Linked DNA regions of Mus musculus: region 2 is linked to region 1. The links are chromatin contacts, called in public HiChIP or PLAC-seq maps. All regions are on one chromosome and are shown on one strand. Each heading gives the region's core, a stretch centred on a gene start, on an enhancer-like site or on the middle of the called end of the contact. The rest is flanking DNA. Distances are from core to core; before and after follow the strand shown. Region 1 overlaps Tdrd5 (tudor domain containing 5). Region 2 holds the start of Abl2 (v-abl Abelson murine leukemia viral oncogene 2 (arg, Abelson-related gene)).

Evidence for each region. HiChIP or PLAC-seq counts read pairs in DNA pulled down with a chosen protein or histone mark.
Region 2: an H3K27ac HiChIP or PLAC-seq map of double positive thymocytes shows a contact between it and region 1, with 5 times the contacts expected there. The contact joins the promoter of Abl2 here to the enhancer-like site in region 1. A contact is called at or near these places in 14 of 39 promoter capture datasets (the 3T3-L1 cell line, 3T3-L1-derived adipocytes, the HPC-7 cell line and 9 more), 2 of 15 datasets of contacts at CTCF or cohesin (pro-B cells and stem cell-derived epiblast-like cells), 48 of 484 Hi-C or Micro-C datasets (the AML12 cell line, the Ba/F3 cell line, the C2C12 cell line and 30 more), 17 of 115 datasets of contacts at active chromatin or transcription factors (T-cell acute lymphoblastic leukemia, craniofacial prominence, double positive thymocytes and 12 more) and 3 of 9 other capture datasets (adipose tissue, liver and pancreatic islet).

The regions. Positions count from the first base shown.
Region 1 is chr1:156,261,307-156,268,370 of GRCm38.p6, forward strand. Tdrd5 (tudor domain containing 5) reads right to left here. Exons shown (of 18, transcript NM_001134741.1): 14 at 5,907-6,065; 15 at 2,100-2,282; 16 at 1,523-1,666. Among named protein-coding and RNA genes, the nearest start is that of Tdrd5, 39 kb to the right of the region's middle. Within about 2 kb of position 2,810, at least 23 of the 459 cell types and tissues checked have an H3K27ac peak or open chromatin away from gene starts, as enhancers often do. A contact at or near this core is called in T-cell acute lymphoblastic leukemia, double positive thymocytes, granulosa cells and 2 more, where this site is marked.
Region 2 is chr1:156,553,338-156,560,577 of GRCm38.p6, forward strand. It overlaps Abl2 (v-abl Abelson murine leukemia viral oncogene 2 (arg, Abelson-related gene)), which reads left to right and starts at 5,450. Exons shown (of 12, transcript NM_009595.3): 1 at 5,450-5,868. The coding sequence starts at 5,712.

The DNA.
Region 1 (7,064 bases), core at 1,560-4,059:
AATTTCTTAAAAACAAATGAAAGTGAAGACTTTTCCCAGTATACATAGTTCCTAGCCTCTGGGTTTATTAATAATATTGCCATCACTACTACATTGCTGCGACTTTTATAACCCAGTGTGTGCTTACTAATCTGCCAAACACACCCTTATGGGACGCTCTAACTGCTGTGGGGGCTGGAGTAAGAAAGGCCCCAGGGGCTCATCTACAGGGCAGGCTTGATCCCCAGGTGATGAGCTGTCCTGGAGAACTAAGCGTGGCCTTGTAGAAAGACATGTGTCACTTGTGTCTCTGGCTGCCTGCAGCCCTCTCTGCTGCTTCTCCAGCACCATGCCTACCTGTGTGCCGCCATGCTCCCTGCCATGAAGAGAAGTACTAACACTCTGCAACTGTAAGCCAGGCCCCAGTCACATGCTTTCTCTTACACGAACTGACTCAGAGCAACGGAACCGTGACTAAGACAAATGCTTGGTATAAACCTTTGGCAACCTAATCCATGTCTCGTTTCTTCATTTGAAATGGTGGTAACAGTACTTCATAAGAAGGATTAAACAGATGGACAGGGATGTAGATAAAGGCTTACAGCAGTGCCAGTAAACAGTATGTGCTTAGGCACTGTGGGCAGTGTTATCTTTTTTACTGGTAAAAGAGCTCACAGAGATAAGTCCCAAGATCGAGGCTTCGATATCTCACGCCTAACTACCATGGAATTCACAACTCCTCACGGAGTAGCAAGAGGGAAATCAACTATCATTGATTGAAAAGGCCCAGAATATGGTTACTAAAAGCCCAAGGAGACTCAGATATAGATGGTTTACAAATCCTGGTTCCTTGATGTGAAGATTCAAGCTATAAAAATGTTAGTAAGACTTCCAGTTCTAGCCATGGTACTCTTCAACTTTGCTCCATTGTAAGCAGTGGACAAATTAGATTTTACAGTATTTGAAGGTTCAGGGGAACAAGTAGTCAGGAAAATTTTCATAAAATGAAGTGGGTTCCATAGTCATACCTCAGCATTTTTGCAGTCTCCAGTCAGGAATGGAGTTGAGATCATAACTGCAAACTTATGGGCTAAAGGGGAGATCAGACACTGACAATACATCCGGGCCCTGACAGACACACCCAGAGGAAGAGACTAGAGAACAGTCCAACATCTGGCACGTCCAAGGCTGCCAATTCATCAAGTGAGCATCTAGAAAACCTACAGAGAACAGCAGTGGGCAGGCTGAAAGGCAGGCAGTGGAGTCTGAGCCTTGCTTACCAAGGTGGGAAGCAAACGCAACAGGCTCTCACCTCAGTCGAAGGTCTTAGGAGTGAAAGCCAGAGAGGACTGGAGCAAGAATGAAAGTGAGCTAAGACCAGACTGCCTTGACTGAAGGACTGCTGAGATCAGGTGGGCCTATGGGTATGTCTGTGGGTGGCTGCCTTGATTAACAGATGCAGAAGGGCATACATTAACCACAATTTCTAAGAATCAAAGTGATAAATCATGAACTGGTTATAATAATTCCAACTGGGCTCTACCTGTTGAATTCGGGTTGTGCTGGTATTTTTTTCTTGAGCAATGGGCCCTTCTGGTGTGTGAATTCCTCCTTTCACATCATTCGCAAGGCCTAAGGGCTGCCAGGAATCATCCCATATATCTTTAGATGTAGAAAAACACCAGTCCTATAAAGAAAAGCGTGCAACAGTAAATCACAACGCAGTGCCACAAGATCACAAAGCAAGGTAAGGTGACAGCGAGGGAGCAGTGTGCTGTAAACAACAAGAGGGGGTGTGGACTTCCAACAGGACAAGGACACAGTGTGTTCTAAGCAGCAAGAGGGATGCTGATTTCCATCAGTGACATCTTTCCTAAAGTCTGCAGTAAACACCTTCAATCCTTGGGCCTCGTGAATGGACACACACCATCGCCTAGCGAGACAGTTCCTGAGCACCTTAGTGCTTACCCACTTAAAAACCAACCACAGATCATTTTCAACTATGGCCTGACAATTCCTTCTCAATTCCAGCATTTACAACTTTCTAGAAGCCTGGTCTACCGGGTTTAAATTTCCTTTGTCAGCAGTTGATCTGCTGCTTGTTATCATAAGACTCTAACCTTTTGTGCCATTTCTCCACCTGTCTGATATTGTTTCTTCCCAACAAGGTTTGAAGTAAACAGCTGGGAGGCAGGACTCCCTGCCTTCCCCATTTTGGCCTGTAGAGGGAGCCAGTTCTCATCCCAAACATCGTCACCTATGGTCACTGACTCCAGGCATGGCATTCCAGTAGGGACCTCATCCTGAAACAGACCACAGGACAAACAAGTACTGTTGTTTTTATTTCCAAACATAAACACATTTTTAAAACTTAAATGCACAATTTTTTTCCTGGCTCTGAGTGGATACAAGTTTAATACACAATTTATTACATTTTGTTCCCCGATTTGCCAAAGAAATAAAGGCAAAGACATTTAAGGGCAATGCCTATGAGAGAGACTGGGAGAGGAGGCAAGGCCATCTACTCCCTGGGTGTAGAAAAGCCTCCATAACTGACTAAGGGGTCCTAACCGATCCCAGGCCCGAGTGTACAGTGGGGAGAGCTGAGAGGCCACCACATATACATAACACGTAAGCGCAGGAGCTTTCAAAGAGCAAAAGCAGAAACAAAGCTCTTATGCTAAGAGAGCAGAGGTGGATGGGAACAGGAGCATGAGATCAAAGTTGGCGTAGAAACAACGGCATCTCCAGCCTGCCTGCCCTGCGCCCAGGACTCAGACAACCGCTCTCTCTCATCCGCTAGAGCGACTTTTGGAAAGTTCAACATGTGGAATAAAGAGGAAGAAAGAAGGGTTTGTGTTAGTCAGCTTCCCATTACTCAGACCAAATTTCTAAGAGAATTCAAAAGGAAGAAAACTTCCTCTTGACTCATGGTTTCAGAGTTTTAGTCGAAGGTCAATTGCTGCTACAGATGTGGCCCTGAGGGGGACAGGTTATCACGCCAGTGAAGCATGTAAGGGAGGGGACTGTTCACTCCCAGTGGAATGAAGTTTAGTGGGAAGGACTGGAGAGATGGCTCAGAGGTTAAGAGCACTGACTGCTCTTCCAGAGGTCCTGAGTTCAATTCCCAGCAACCACATGGTGGCTCACAACCATCTGTAATGAGATCTGATGCCCTCTTCTGGTGTGTCTGAAGATAGCTACCGTGTATTACATATAATAAACAAACAAACAAATAAACAAAGACAGCCTACCTCATGAGGCTTCTACTAACTTACAATAATACCACGTGTGAGCAACCAAACTGTTTTTGGCACGTGGCTGTTGAGGGGCATTTTAGATCCCAATCTCCTGTCTATATCATGCAAAACCACATCCAGTCTGCCTTCAAGAGTCTGCAAAGCCTTAACTGTTCTCCAGCTGCTCAAAAATACAAACCAAAAACCTCCTGTGGGAACCAGGATCCAGGAGGGGGTAAGAGGCAGAGTCACCAACCCTAGAACAGACTCCGGAGGCCAGCAGTGAGGTGCTGATCTACCTACTGCACAGCAGCGAGCGTGTATCATACAGCCTTTGAACCAATGGGAACTGACAGAAGCTCTGGAGTAGCCAACTCCCCCACTGTCACTATGGGGAGGTGCCAGGCTGCCAGCACTTGAGGGGACTTCTGTAAAGATGGGGGGCAGGATGGGGGGCAGCCACTGCCCTGTTCCGGGCTCATTCTAAGGTTCCACTAGTTTGCTAGGATTCTCTATTTTGTGTCACACGGTATGCCAGCAGACATGGGGACTCACTATGAAAGCCACCTAGGGGCTACAGCACCCATATCTCAAAAACTCTCGGCTTTGAACCCTGCAAAAAAAAAAAAAAATGAAGTTAAGGATCCAGAGACAGGTGCATCTCTGTGAGTCCCAGGGCAGCTGGAGGTATATAGTAAGATCCTGTCTCAAAAAGCAAAAACCAACCAAACAAAAAGATATATATACACTTTATAATAGCACAGGGGTAAACCCTCTATTCCAAATAAGAAATAGGAGAATACTAAGAAAGGATTGGATCAAAACAGTAGCAAAACCAACCGGGCCGCAGTAAAATCTGTACGCAGGGAACACGGTGGTAAGAAAGAGCTCTGCTGACCCCGTCCCACATTAGTCATTAGGGAAACATGTTCGAAGCATTCTGAGATGTTACTATATGCTTCTCAGAGGAGCTCAAAACAAAAACCCCCAGCTGTTACTAGCAAGTACTGGAAAGGACATACAACACTTGGAACACATACTCTGCTGGTGGGACGCGAAATCGTAAGCTCCTCTGGAGAGCAGTTTGCCTAACACTGCCACATAACCTACCAGTCCTACCTCTGGACATTTTCTCTGTATAAATGAAACTTAGGTACACACTCACGTGCACACACACCAAAACAAACAAAACAAAACAAACAAACAAAACCCCAACAAACCAACAAAAACTTGTGTATGAACACTTATAGTAACTCTATTCCTAATTACTTGAAACTGGAAACAATTCAAATAAACCTTGGTTGGGGATGGCAAACTGTAGTAAAGCTAGTACAATCAAATACCACTCAAAACACAAAAGCTTTCAACTATCAACAACTTGGATATATGTGAAGCACTCAGAGGTATGAGGCTGCATTAAAAGGCCACTCTTAAAGCTCTCTTATGTGCTAGTCCTGAAAGGGACAATCAGAGTAACAAAACTCTGTCAGGTGAGAAACTGTGAATAAAACCAGGGAGGTACAGGGTTATTCCAGGTGCTGGAGCTATTCTGCATCCTGACTGTTGTGTTGAATACATTATGATATACGTGTATTAAAACTGACAGAAAAGAACTCCAAAATAGAGTCAATGTTATTGTAGTTAATTAAAAAAACATCAACATAAAATTCATGCCAACATGCATAAGACCCAAACAAATTCAAACCAGACAATACTCTTAGCACAGAAGAGGGAACATGGGCACAAATTCCACCTCTACCAAGAAGCTATCTAACTGAGAGCAGTGAGGCAGGCCCCAGGCTCAGGAGCAGCTGGCCAACTCAATTGAATTCCATTTTCTTTAGGGGAGACAAGGAGCACAGGGTTGCTTAGATAGGGAGGTGGGAAGGATCTGGGAGGAGTTAGGGGAGGAGAAAGATTACAATAAAAATGTATGTTATCAAAGTTTCAAAGAATAAACACAAAGATTACTTAAAAGTATACATGAAAAGCATCCTAGCCAACTATCTGGCTAAGCAGAAAATAGCATTGATACTGAATGGTCCGATGAAGCTCAATACAGTGTACTAAAACAGACGGTGGGGGAGGGGAAGGAACTTCAGTTTATGTGTGCTGAAGGGATGAACATTTTTTTCTATGCCAAGAAATCCAAAGATACTTAAACTTGAAAATCAGGAAAAATATATTATTTAATGTAATAATTAAGAGGGAAATTTCAAACTAAAGGAGATGATTTAGAAAATGGTTGTTTTAGAAGACACTTAGAGTCACAAGGGACTCTAAGTTATGTGCATGTAAACACTTGATTAAAAGATGTTCTTCCAAAAATAGAAATATATTTCCTGATGAGTTTCCTAGTATTGCTTCTCAAGACCTCTATGCTGCCACTCTGACTCAATCTCGGGATAGTGACCTATACATCTGGTCCCAGCAGAGCTTTTCTTCCCTGTGATTGGCTCTGTCCCATTGCTGTGGTCTTGGCGACTGTTTTTTTTTTTTTCCATTTTTTATTAGGTATTTAGCTCATTTACATTTCCGGTCTTGGCGACTGTTAAGGAGATCATCTGTAATTCAATGTCATAGAGTAGTGCTCACCGACGACGAAAGCAGAGGAGCCTGCAGACTATTGATTTCCAGGCATTCTCATTTATGCATTTGCTGAACTGAAAGCCCATCTCCGCCTCTTACCTCATTTTCTTCCTTCAGATCCTTGGGCTGCAGGATGGACCACCGTGGGTCCTCTTCACAGCTCTTATGTGTTTTCAATGAGCTCAATTTAGAATCCTTTAATAATTCCTTGGGCGCAGATTTAAGGTAACTTATACACTTTCCATCATTAATATCTTGCTAGTAGATATAAAAGAAAAATCAATCATTTTCTACATTAATGTTTCCAAAATCTGCATTCCTATAAACTTTGGTGGAAATTTTACTCTATAGTTCATACACGCACATAGGTGTTTGTTCGTCCTCCCCACCCCCCTAATTTTACCCACCTTCCTAAGTCTTCCCATTCTTTTCAACTGTATCAGAAAGCCACCATTGTTGGGCACACGTTATCTAGTGTCCATAAGGTACCCTGTAGCTACAAAAGAACCCAAAGGTTCCAGACCCAAAGAACTAGAACTCCAGGAGACACACGGTCGGGTAAAGACAGTGCAGCCTTCCCAGCGTGGCCATCAGAGATGTGGCGTGCAGATGACAGGAAGGAGGCTGTGTGAGAGGACACAGTAAGGATGCTGCATGCACAGTTAGTCAGGACACTCAAACACAGCAGCATTGGGCAATGGCCAGGTTCACAATGGGTGTGCATGTGCGTAGCACGGAGAGCTTGGCTGGACCAAAACACAAACCAAATCAGGAGAGTTCACATGCTTTTTTCTTTTGCATAAAAGATGGTATTTCATTTCTAGAACCAAACTATGATTATTTGTAGATAGCAAGAGATAGTAAGTTATTCTAAAAAGGTTAAACAATGAATTAAATTCATTATTCAAGAATGATGAAATACAATGCTTCCAATGCAGTAATAATGATTAAGAAAGATTGAGGTTATAGACCAAACAAACTCAATTAAAAACTGCCACAGACCCTCTGGGTCCCTTTGTCTGCGTGGAACAAGTCTCTAGGGCAGGTGGGCAAGGCATCGGCAAGTGACAGACAGACCAACACGCGAGACTGTGTAGAATCTGAATGTATTCTCACAAAGTGAACACCAGTCTTATATAGTACAGAAAATAAAAGGGGTAGGAAGTCACAGCAGGCAAGGTACATTGAAGTTACCTGATACAAAACAAAGGAATGACTACAAAGGGACTTACAGGAACCAGGTAAATGTTTACAGTA
Region 2 (7,240 bases), core at 4,200-6,699, 290 kb after region 1:
GCCCTAAGTCTCCACTTACAGAGTATTTGCATTGGACCCAATAGATTCTTAGAGATCAGAGGAGGTAGGCATGGCAGCACCCATCTATAAATCCCAGCATCTGGGCGTTTAGGCAGGCAGGAGGATGGAGAGAGCCAGGAAACCAGAGTTTCATACAGGGTAGTGGTGACCTAGGACTGTAATCAGAGCATGAGCACTGTGGTATGAGGAGTTCTGTGAGTCTGAGGTCAGCCTGGACTACAGAAAGAAACCATGTCTCAAAACTTGAGAAAGGAGACAGGAAGCCAGGAAGAGCCCATGGGAGAGGAGAGAGGAAGTGGTCTGGATGGGGGAGGGTGTAGTAGAACAAAGGATATGAAAGAAGTGGGAAGGGACTCCTGGAAATTAAAAGACAAAGCAAGAGACAGAGCAAGAGAGTTGGGGGAGAAGAGGAAGAGGAGGTGGGTTAAAAAAAAACTAAGGATGTATGAAAAACCCTTATAGAAACCCACTGCTTTGTAAGCCAATTAGCAAATATAGTAAAGCTGGGTGTGGGGTGCATGCTTTTCATCCCAGCACTTAGGAGGCTGAGGCCAGACTCTGTTTGGGTCCAGTCTGATCTATATAGCAAATCCCAGGACAGTCAAGACTACATAGTGAAAGCATGTCCCAAGATGTACATAAAAGGAAAAAGAAAAAAAAAAGTAAGAGTTTGAACACGGTACCCTACATGGGTGGACAATCCTTCTCCAGTAAGACATGAAAAATCTCAGTACCAGGCATTGACACACTTCCTTACAAGTTAGTGGTCTTGAGGCCCCCTTGAAAGTCCCCAGACGCTGGGCAAGGGCTACTGCTATGTTTTTCTTAACTAGCTTTCTTGAGCCAGAATTTAAAAAAAAAAAATTTATTTATTTATTTATTTATTTGTTTGTTTTGTTTTGTTTTGTTTTTTTTTGAGACAGGGTTTCTCTGTATAGTCCTGGCTGTCCTGGAACTCACTTTGTAGACCAGGCTGGCCTCGAACTCAGAGATCCTCCTGTCTCTGCCTCCCGAGTACTGGGATTAAAGGTGTGCACCACCACCGCCCGAGTCGGAATTTTTAAAGTATTTATTTGTTTATTTACTCTGTGTGTGTGCGCGTGTGTGTGTGTGTGTGTGTGTGTGAACACGTCATGGGCACATGTAGAGGCCAGAGGACAATTTGAGGGCATTGTCTCTCTTCCTATGTGAGTCCCATGGATCAAACTGAGATTATTAAGCTTGGTGGCAACTGCCTTTATGTCACGGCTCATCTCACCGAGCCCTGCTATGGTTCTTAATTACCTACCAGAACTGGACAGTATAATTCTATTGCTGAAGACACTGTGTACTGTGGTTGTAGGACATACAGAATTCAATCTGGAATTGGTTGGTAAAATTTCCTCCCTGTAGGTTAGCTTTCATAGTACTTAAAGGTGCTATGTAGGCCATTGGGTAAGACATCGATGGTCCAGCGCTGCGTAAGACACCAACCGTGAAAGGTCCAGCACTCACTTGCCAGGCAAGATATGCTCACCGGTGCAAAAGCGGCATAATTGTTAAGGGTTATCCATGTGATCTTTTAAAAACTAGATCTGAGGCTTGTTCCATGGGAGAGAAGTCATGCCTGGCACAGTTGATCTTGTCACAAACCCTTGGTTGAGAAGCTCACAGGCCCTAGTGGGAACTTACTATTGCTTTGCTAAATGTGTCAAATCACCTTCTACATATTTATATTTCTACCCATATTCGGGCTGCTTTTAACTTTGGTCATATCTGATGTGACATGATCATTGGCCTGAGGAACTCATAGGAGCTTTATGTATCTCCAAAAGTTCTGCATAAGATCAAGCCAGTCCCAACTTGAGATGCGTCCTATGGGAGAGAGCCAACCCTGACACTATTATTAATGATATTCTGCTATGCTTGCAGAGAGGAGCCTGGCATAACTGTCTCCTGAGAGGTTTCATCCAGCAGCTGATGGAAACAGATGCAGAGACCCCACAGTCAAACATCAGGCAGAGCTTGGGGAGTCTTGTGGAAGAGTGGGAGATAGAATTGAGTGAACAGGAGGGGTCAAGAACACCACAAGGATTCCTACAGAGTCAAGTAACCTGGGCCTCAGGGGGCTCACTCACAGAGACTGAGCCACCAAGCAAAGGACATGCAGGAGCTGGACCTAGGCCTCCTACACATTTGTAGCAGATGTGGAGTAGATGTGGAGCTGGACCTAGGCCTCCTACACATTTGTAGCAGATGTGCAGCTTGGGCTTCGTGTGGGGCCCCTAACAATTTGAGCAGAGGCTGTCTCTGACTCTGTTGCCTGCCGTTGCTTCCCCTTTCCCTAACTGGACTGCTTGGTTGGGCCTTAGTGGGAGAAGATGTCCCAGGGTGGGGTGGTACCCGAGTGAGGGCTTCCCCTTCTCCTCAGAGAAGGGGAGGGAGTAATGGAGAGAGGGACTTTTAAGGGTGGGACTGGGAGTAGAGGAGGGGAGCAATTGGGATGTAAAGTGAATAAATAAATCATACACACACACACAAATCAAGCAAGCCAAAATTCCAGCATGAATTGAGGAGGCGCTCATGAGGCCCCACTTCTAGCTGAGAGGTTATTAATAGTTGGTGGCTGCTGGGGTGGGAGAGTGGTTCTCTTTGGGGATGTGCCCATTGGTAGGTTGGTTGTCCACACTCAGGGACAAGGGCAGAGGAAGGGCTGAGAAGTGGGAGGATATGATCAAAATACATGTGTATACATAGGACATTCTCGGTAATAAAAAACTGTATTAAAACATAACCAGAAAGGAGAAGACAGAACTAGAGGATCCACTGTCATTGGGGAATCTCTGTAAACAAGGAGAAGACAGAACTAGAGAATCCACTGTCGTTGGAGAATCTATGTAAACGGACTCTACAAGCACTGCTCTGTTGCTTTTGCTTTACTGTTTTTTGTTTATTTGAGACAAGGTTGGCCTCGAACTTCTGAATCTTCCTCCTCTGCCTTATATTTTGAGTGTGTGTGTGAATAATAGTATATATTTACATGAGGCTTTGCATCTGCCTGGATGTTTGTGCCACCACAGACGGTTTTTTTCTTTTACAACAAATATGCTTTTCCTCCTGCCCTCTCTCCTTCCCTCTTTTCTTTTCTTTTTTTTTTTCTTTTTACTTTCATGCTTGTTTTTATAAAAGGTTTTGCTATCTATCCTGGGATGGCTTGATTTCTGGTTCCAGCCTTCAGAGCTTCTGGGGTTGCAGGCATATAACTATCCCTGTTCTGCTAGAGCTAAGTTTTGAGTTTAAGCCTTCTAATTTCAGAGTCCCTGCCCTTAACCACAGCACTGTTCTACACAGCAATTACTGTCCATCATTCACGAATTAGCAGAGAAACCAAACTGTTGTCACCAAGTTGAAATTCCACGGGTAAATAAAAAAGAACAAACAATAAAAACAAATCCTACTTCTATGATCATCTTTGTGTTTTGTGAATTAATCTCTTCAGTAACTGTAACCACTTTGTGAATGAAAAGAAAATAAATAGTATTTGGGGCAGCGTCTTGCTATGCCACACAGGTTGGTCTCACTCAGATTCTCGGCCTCAAGTCAAGTGTCTCCCTGTTTCAGCTTTCTTAGCAGTGCGAGTACAAGCCCATAGCATAACATCGAGGTGTGTGGCCACTTTTGTTCTCAGACAGGCTCTTACGATGCACTTTAGTCTAGCCTTGAATTTGTGATCCAACTGTCTCTGGATCTATTATAATAGTGGTACAACATGACACTCAGGGGAAAAAAGGGTATTTTAAATACAGATAGACTTTGATATAAATGAAAATTCATATTCCATCCAGTGCTAAAGTGTAGTGCTTCTTTTCAATGGGAACTAAATTCCGTTGTCTCTGGCTGTACCCTGGGTGGCGATGAAATAACTTAGAGTGTTCTTAGTGTGGGCACATGTGTGTGCGTGCCGGTCACAGGACAACTTTTACTGTCAGTTCTTGCTTCTTTTAAGACAGGGTCCCTTAGCCACTGCACATGTAAGCCAGGTTTCTGGAGACCCCCTTATCTCTGCCTCCCCCCTTCTTGTGGACCAGCTGGGATCACAGAGCTTGGGCTGGTGCATCTGGCTTTTCTCTATGACCAGTAGCTGCTTGTGTGGGTCCTAGGCAGCAAGTTCAGGTGGTCAGGCTTGCAGTGCAAGTCTTCTTTGTCATTAACCCATCTTTCCCCAGCTCCTAAGGCTCTTTAATAGTGAATATCAAAATCAGCTGGAGTGGGGGGCGGTAGTAGCAAGTGGTAGAGCACTCACCTGGAACTCAAGGTCCTGAGTTTGAGTCTCACCCACATGCACTTGTGATCTTACACCATTCTACAAAAGACATGTATGGGGAATTATATCTATTTTGCTAATTCTTTTCTTCCCCAGGGTGGTTTTCCTTGGTTTAAGCAATGGCTCCAGTCCTCATGGCACATAGGGTGTACATCTATAAAAATAGCTTCTCTTCTGTCCATTTCTCTATTTAGACCCCAGACGGTGAAGATGAGTAAGTTTTGACTCAGAAACAAGGTCAAAGTGATTTATCTTTTCCTTGCCAAAAAGGAGGGCCCAACCTGCACTGAGAGGAAAGCATGTCTGTGAGAAGAGTCGCTTTACTGTCAGGCATTTTATTTATTTATTTATTTTAAAGATTCATTTATTTATTATATGTTAGTACACTGTAGCTGACTTCAGACACTCCAGAAGAAGGCATCAGATTTTGTTACAGATGGTTGTGAGCCACCATGTGGTTGCTGGGATTTGAACTCGGGACCTTTAGGAAGAGCAGTCGGCGCTCTTAATCACTGAGCCATCTCACCAGCGCCCCACCAGGCGTTTTAAAGTAAACAGAAACACATGCGGGTAGGTCGATGGTGGAAGAGTTCAAGAGAAATCCACGGTAGTATGAAGAATTGAGTTCTAACCGCTTTGCCAATAAGACGGCAAAGTGCACATCAAGAAATAATTCACCGAATTAAGTTAACCCCGCACTTGACCATCTCCCCGTGAATTCTGTACCATTCCAAACTTCATTCTGGGCCCAATGCTAAGTGTGTGTGAAGGGCTCCTCAATTGAATGGCAGCGAAGCCCAGGGATCAGGAGCCTCAGCTGTTTGGTGCTGAGCTGCGCGGCGCACGTGGTGGCTTCTCAGCCTCTTCTGATTTGACAGGTGGAGGTGGGACGGGAAAGGCCGGGCGCCCACAGTCCTCCAAGTGGGGCAGTGTGTGGAGCCGAACGTGGGTGAAGGTAGCAGTAAAAGCACTCGAGGGCCCTCGAAAGCTTCGCTGACCCTGTGGGCCCCGGCTTCCACCCAGCGGGGCGCGGCGCGGGGCGGGGCTCCGCCGAGCTCCGCCCACCGAGTAGCGGAGGTGCTTGGGCGAGAGGGGGGCGGGAGACGCTCTGTCCCACGCTCGCCCTGTGCTCGGTGGTTTAAAGATGGCGGCGGCGGCTGGGGCGAGGAGCCGCCGGAGGGGGAGGGAGAAGGAGAGTCTGTGAGTCGCTGGGAGGCAGCGCGGCAGCGGCTCCGAGGAGTCCGCGTGGGAGCCGCCGGCAACTCCGGCCCAGAGGGCCTGGGCTTGGGCCGGAGAGACCGGAGCGGCGCCAGGAGCTCCGGAGGCCGGAGCAGAGGAGGAATGTGAGCAAGGGTCGGCGGGGGCGCGGGAGTACGCGAGCGGCGGGATGGGGCAGCAGGTGGGCCGCGTCGGGGAGGCTCCGGGGCTCCAGCAGCCGCAGCCGCGCGGGATCCGGGGCAGCAGCGCAGCCAGGCCCTCGGGCCGCAGGCGGGACCCGGCGGGGCGTACCGCAGACGCCGGCTTCAACGTCTTCACCCAGCACGGTGAGTGTGTCCGGAGCCGGTGGAGGGCATGAGGGAGGCCGGGGAGGGGTGGGGTGGGGTCGGGGCGAGGTGCGAGGCGGATGGGCAGCCTTCGGGGGGCGAGGGCTGGAGGGGTGCCCGCGAGTGGGGGCGGAATCGGCTGCCATCTGGGCCAGTCACGGGAGGCGAGGCACACCCCTCCCCCCGCCTGGCTGGCAGCGTCTGGGGGCGGCGGCGGCGGCGAGCACGAACCGGGGTCTTAGGGACCCAGGCTTGACTGTCCTGCTATCCTGGGACAGGACGGGGCGACTGTGGAACTGTGGATGGTATCCCCAGGGAGGGAAGGATGAAGGCAGGTATGAGCTCAGGTTCAGGAGGTGGGAGGATAAACCGGTTGTGAACGACGGGAACGAGTCGTGCCCTGAGGAATTGGGAAATAGGTACTGAATCTTTAAGAGATTGTGGTGGCATATTCGGTATGTGCTTTATGAACCAGGCGGTGAGCAGTGTCAGAATGGTGAACTGTGAAACCCTTTTCCGTATCTTTTTACTTTCAACAGAGTATTTTCTCCAAACTAGAAATGAAAGGCTTTGCCAAACCACCCTGTTCTGCCTATCCGAGTAGGACACAGGATTCTGAGATGGCTGGCGGGGCTGTCGATGGGTGGGCATGGTTAGGGCTTCCTTCCATGTGGTCTGAACATGAGTTTTTCTTTGAGCTGCATTGGTGTATACATATGTGCTCCGCATAGTCTGGGACTTACTCGGTGTCATATTCTTCAGAAGGGCTGTTTCTAAACTATTTAAAATTATATTTATTTTGTGTGTATGTGTATGTGCGCACACACCCATGTATGCAGAGGTCAGGAGACAACTTGGGGAGTCATTTCTCCCAGGTATTAAACTCTTTATCAGGCTTGGGGGCAAGTGCCTGAACTCTAGTAAATACAAATTTTGAGCACATACTCTTAATTTGTGTGTCTTTATTAATATAGACAAGGTTATAGTAATTAACAAATAATGTAATCAACGGTCAGAAATAGAGTATAAGAAAGGGTGCCATGAGGAAAATTAAGTATAGAGCCTTGTAAATTAGTGACAGTGTACACAGCTTATGTGAGGCCTGAGTTCAAGCCCCAGTATCGAAGAAGAAGAAGAAGAAGAAGAAGAAGAAGAAGAAGAATGAATGAATATTTTTTCCCCTTGATGCCAAGTGGATTCTTTTGTTCTTCCATAGTGTGTTGTTGACCATTTTTAAGAGCATTGTTCTAGAGGAGGGCAGAATAGAGAAGGAGAAAAATATCAGAAGCCATCCTAAGACCTGAGAGGCTGGTGATGGAGATGTAATATCTGTAGGAAGGACCGGCTAGCAGAGGTAGCAAGCTGGTTTCAT